Linked DNA regions of Gossypium arboreum: region 2 is linked to region 1. The links are chromatin contacts, called in public Hi-C maps. All regions are on one chromosome and are shown on one strand. The core of a region is the stretch at or near the end of the contact, and the rest is flanking DNA. Distances in the headings are between cores, read along the strand shown.

The links. A called contact is a pair of places that touch in the nucleus more often than the background predicts.
Region 2: a Hi-C map of leaf shows a contact between it and region 1, with 3 times the contacts expected there. The contact joins the promoter of LOC108476617 here to the enhancer-like site in region 1. A contact is called at or near these places in 2 of 5 Hi-C or Micro-C datasets (both in leaf).

The regions. Positions count from the first base shown.
Region 1 is chr12:72,547,916-72,550,630 of ASM2569848v2, forward strand. It overlaps LOC108464531 (cellulose synthase A catalytic subunit 2 [UDP-forming]), which reads left to right. Exons shown (of 14, transcript XM_053023093.1): 13 at 85-435; 14 at 856-1,746. The coding sequence ends at 1,440. Among protein-coding and RNA genes, the nearest start is that of LOC108464531, 7.5 kb to the left of the region's middle. Within about 2 kb of position 1,411, at least 2 of the 2 cell types and tissues checked have an H3K27ac peak or open chromatin away from gene starts, as enhancers often do. A contact at or near this core is called in leaf, where this site is marked.
Region 2 is chr12:73,213,821-73,216,580 of ASM2569848v2, forward strand. LOC108476617 (protein LIKE COV 2-like) reads right to left here and starts at 1,402. Exons shown (of 7, transcript XM_017778884.2): 1 at 1,199-1,402; 2 at 222-274; 3 at 12-121. The coding sequence starts at 1,384.

The DNA.
Region 1 (2,715 bases), core at 161-2,660:
ATATTTAATATGGGAAAGTTTGTGATTTATTTCTCTCATAATTTCTCTCATAATAATCATCAAAATCTTGAACCTGCAAATCAGGTTGGCTGGATATATGGCTCTGTGACTGAGGATATCCTGACTGGCTTCAAGATGCATTGTCATGGTTGGCGATCTGTGTACTGTATGCCTAAACAACCTGCTTTTAAGGGTTCAGCTCCTATTAATCTCTCAGATCGTCTACACCAAGTTCTGCGATGGGCTCTTGGATCTGTTGAAATTTTCTTGAGCAGACATTGTCCCATTTGGTATGGATATGGGGGTGGGATGAAATGGTTGGAACGATTTTCCTACATAAACTCGGTTGTATATCATTGGACCTCTATTCCCTTGCTTGTTTACTGCACCCTTCCGGCTATTTGTCTCCTTACTGGGAAATTTATTGTTCCTGAGGTAAGAACTCATTTTTTGTCTCGTTTTATGCTCTGTACTTGCATTCAAATCTTGCATTTTGACCTGTTTTGAGTTGATATTAAATCATTGATAACTGTTCAAAACCTGAAATTTATCCATGTGCCCATGCAAGCATCATAATTGAAGCTCTAGATGTGCTATTCATTTGTTGACCCTGCCGTAATATCTTGATCTGGATAACTGAGTTATTTCTTTCCTATCTGTAATAAGTTTTGTGTACTTTTTAAGTAGCATTTGCACCTGCTAACCTCAGAAGGGAGAACTAGGGTACTTGTGGCTAGTTTCTTTGTCAAGTTTTGGTTTTTCATTGTATACAAATGTCTCCACCTATATATGGTGTCTATTGAATTTTGACTTGTAATAGGGCCTTTCTAACATGTAATTCCGGCTCACTCGCAGATTAGCAACTATGCCGGTGTTGTATTCATGGCTCTCTTTGTATCAATTGCTGTAACTGGTATCCTTGAGATGCAGTGGGGTGGTGTTGGAATCGATGACTGGTGGAGAAATAAGCAGTTCTGGGTGATTGGAGGTGTTTCATCACATCTTTTTGCCCTCTTTCTGGGATTACTAAAGGTTCTGGCTGGTGTCAGCACAAGCTTCACTGTGACCTCTAAAGCAGCTGATGATGGTGAATTTTCTGAGCTATACCTCTTCAAGTGGACATCCTTGCTAATCCCTCCCACCACCTTGTTGATCATAAACATAGTTGGTGTCGTGGTTGGAGTCTCAGATGCAATCAATAACGGGTATGACTCCTGGGGCCCCTTGTTTGGGCGACTATTTTTTGCCCTTTGGGTTATTATCCACCTTTTTCCCTTCCTCAAAGGTTTACTCGGAAAACAAGACCGGATGCCAACCATTATTTTGGTGTGGTCAATCCTGCTGGCCTCTATTTTGACTCTTATGTGGGTCCGGATAAACCCATTCGTCTCGAAAGATGGTCCTGTATTAGAAATTTGTGAGTTGAATTGTGATGACTAGGAAGATTCAGATAATGAAAAAGGAGCATTGGCTCTTCACTCATCTCACTTGCAACACCTGTTGCCAAAAGGCTGGTGTTGTGATGGTTGAGTGCTTTGAGGATATGTTTTCATGATGAAGATTTGCTTTATCATGAAAGCAATGCACAAAATTTTGGTATTGTATTAGCCAAATTATCGTGTAGGATGGGGCCGGGTTTTGTAGATATTAAGAGGGCTAGAGGCTTGGCTGACCACGTTGTTCTTTGTTTTTTACATACTTCCTTTTATTTTATTATTGATTCTTTTAGAATATTTTGACTTAAAATTCCTGGCCAGTGTGGGGGGGGGGGGGGTCTCAAAATTTGTTCCTACTTTTTTTTTTTCCTTTTTGAATCCTTGTCTCAATTGTTATATTGTTTGGTATGGACTTGGCAGTTTGTTCAATGCAACTCTCTTGATTTTTATTATTAATATTATGAAATTTTATATGTTTTAGATGTCAATTATCAAATGCTATGTAATAAATATAGTTTTTAATATATAAACTCTCAATAATAATTAAAATTGTCGGACAATTTGTTGTAAATCATCGGAAATAGTGATTGCTATTGCTTTTACTAGAAATGAGTCCTGAATGAGGTTGTCATACATTTTTTTTTTAATTTTGAATTCAATTGAAAATAAATATTGAACAATTTAGTCATATATGTGTATGTTAATATAAGGTTGTGTTTGGTTTTTATTGTTGATTTTAGAGTTATTTGTGAGATGAGTTTGAATTCAAAATTCTTTTTCTTAAAAAATTTGAATTTTTAAAAATAGAAAATTGTATTGACGAACTTTCTTCCAGTCCTTGAACTAATTTTGTAACAATGCAATTTGGGAAATTAAATAATTATTATGCAGCGTTAAAACGGTAACACACGAAAGTAACATAGAGCTGCCATATTCCAATTAATTTAATACATTATTTTTTTCCACATCATATGTACAATGGGTAAAATTGGTAACGAGAGATCATGAATTATATGAAAAAAGAAGATAATTTTGTTTATTTTTAATTAATAGGGACTATAAATGATGTGATAAGAAAGATTCATAAAATATATTTTTTAAATATATTCTTTTTGTATCAAAAGGCTCTATTTGTTTGACTAAAATAATTTTAAAAAAATATATATATTTTTGCATTATCTTGTGTTTGTTTTATGAAAAATAGTTTATTCAATGAAAAATAACTTACATGTCAACAAAAAATAAGCCTTTGTAAAATGACTTACCTGCTTTAAAAGCA
Region 2 (2,760 bases), core at 152-2,651, 670 kb after region 1:
ATTAAACTTACCAAATATGTCAATGCCAAGTCGTTCATATAATGGACTGAAGAAACCGTCAACAAACTGAATAAACCACCAAGTAATGAAAAATGTAACTGCCACAGGAAAAAGGACCACACTGCAATTTTGCATGTCAACATGTTGTTACTTGTTAAGCTTTGAAATATCAAAAGAAATAATGGAAGACTGACATTTGGGGAAATATAAAAGCTTAATACCATCCAGTCATGAACTTCTTTGAGACCCAACTTTGGAGAACAAAACAACAAGCCTGAAGAATAAAACACAAATGCTCAGACTGGAAAATAAAACAGAATGCTTCGATATCAATACAACATATTTATTCTGAAAACTGCTCTCATTGCTTCCACGCTTTCTAAGACTTACATTGAAACTTAAACATAACTGTTCTTTTCAATTTGGGGCAAACATAATTACTTTAAAACCACTCAAGTAGTCAAACTCTGAATCGTTCATAATAATGACTTGAAAATGATTAAATTCCTTGAAAATGGGCACATGAAATTTCCATGAAGCATTTCAACAATAGAAACGCTAATTGGTTTAACCAAGAAATACATAAAGAACAAACCTTATCGTGGAAGCACTCTATCGTACAGGTCATTCAATTTCTTGGTATTTTAGTAAGGAAAAAAAGGGATAATTTAAATGCTAAACCCTAAAAGCAGAAGCATTTATCCTCAAAGCTTAAAATCCTTCTAATGCGCGGCTATTAATTAGTTTTTTCCATAAAAAAAACGATAGAAAGAATCAACAGGTCATCAAGATTTCCACTTTTAAAACAGGTTGAAGCCAAACCCGAGGACAATCAAAACCAACAGAATTTCTGGATATAATTGGGAGCTCAACCATTTTCATTTTCTTTTTCCCCCCTTAATATGAAGAGTCCAACCAGTTGACACTCAATAAACATAGTGAAGAAAGTTTATGATAAATCTTGGGCGATATTTGACCATTTTCAGTTCCTACATCCCAAATTCGGCAGGGATTTCCCATATCTGCAGTCAAAATTCCGTTACTCGCAAATTATATTTAGTGCAAAGGCTCAATTACAACTACATTTGGACTAAGAAAAATATGAAAGAAGTCCAAGAAGAAAGATGAGGGAGTGGGTGTGGTTAATTGATGGAAGTCAAACCTAAAAGAGGGGGGAAAAAAGAAAGAGAAAATGGACCTTGCGAGTGGAGGAATTGGGGGAGCTAGGCCTAGGAGGAGACTTAGCCGGATCTTCGGGATCGACACCACTATTTTCGGCTTGGCTCAGTGGAATCGACGTTGATTCTTTCTCTTCCGCCATTACTAGCTGGGAAAAATGTCGGGAAGTTAGATGGGAGATTTGATTATTGAGTGTTACATGCATTTAATTTAATTAAGATTTAAAAAATAAAAAAAGGCAATATTTACATCATAAGCAATGTCATGCTGGGCGTGGGGTTGGTGTCACCTTAGGGTCACATTTAGTGGTTATATCAAATATGATTAGTCTATTTATTCATTTGGACCTAAATTTGTCACAGTTTTTTATCTCAACTTAATACTCCAATTTTTTTTTTCTAATTTTTGCAATCCTCCTAAGGTGATTATCTATACTCTTAATTGAATCTCTCATTAGTTTAGTTGGTATTACAAGTCAACTAGACACCAATTTGATTAAAGAAATTACTAAATTATCTTTCCTTTTTGAAATTATAATATTATAAACTTATCTTAGTATTTCTCGTACTAAAAAACCAATAAAAATGTTGAAATTTCCCATGTCCCCAACATCTAAAACCTTAACTTTACTCCTATACCCAAAGCTTCATTTTGATTATATTTGTACATTTTAATATTATTACACAAAAGTTTGATCGATAATGTCATTAATTGAGTTTGTGGCACAAGCCAACTCAATATTGAATTTTTTATAATTGGTTTTTTCTTTTATTATTTTTTTCTTTGACCAACATGATAACATTTTGACGTGTTAAAGAAAAATGTTAATGTAACACCCCCGCCTGACTCATCCGTCGGATTCGAGTATGGAGCGTCACAAATGGACTAAGTTCAACTATCCTTAATATTTATCGGCTTAACTATTATAACACGGACTAAGTAAAACTAATAATAATTCTTACAACCAAGCTCTTAAACCATTGAATGTTTAATCTCTCAATTTCTGTCTCTAATATTGTCTGTTTACAATAAGACCCTTGAAGTTTTTAACTTAGGGTTAACTATTTCAAAATCCAGACTCTGAGGACGTCATTTGGTTACACCATATTTAATCCTGAGGCGAAGCCTCCAATGATACCCACCTCCTTTGTGCATGATCTTGAGACAACAACGGTCCCCATTCTTCACGCTATCTGACTTAGTCCCTTATCGTAGTCCTTGATCATTCCAATCATTCCTATGTAGATAAGAAAATTTTCCATAAGTTCAAGAGAACTTAGTGAGTTCCTTCAATGCACCAAATTAAACCTTGTCACACGAAGGTAACAAATGTAAAAAAAAAACTAAACATAAATTAACTACCTGCTCACTCAAGGCAAGTGTTCTTTATCAGGGTGGCTAACTCCACCCGATCCTCTTATGATGAATGAATTAGCATGTGTGAATGTAACAGCCCGATTTTGGGCCTAGCTGGAACAGTGGTTTCAGAACCACTATTCCGAGGCTAGAGAAAATTATTTTGATGTTGTTTTATGTGATATGGAATGTTTATGAAGGTGCATAAAAATTTTGGTATATTAA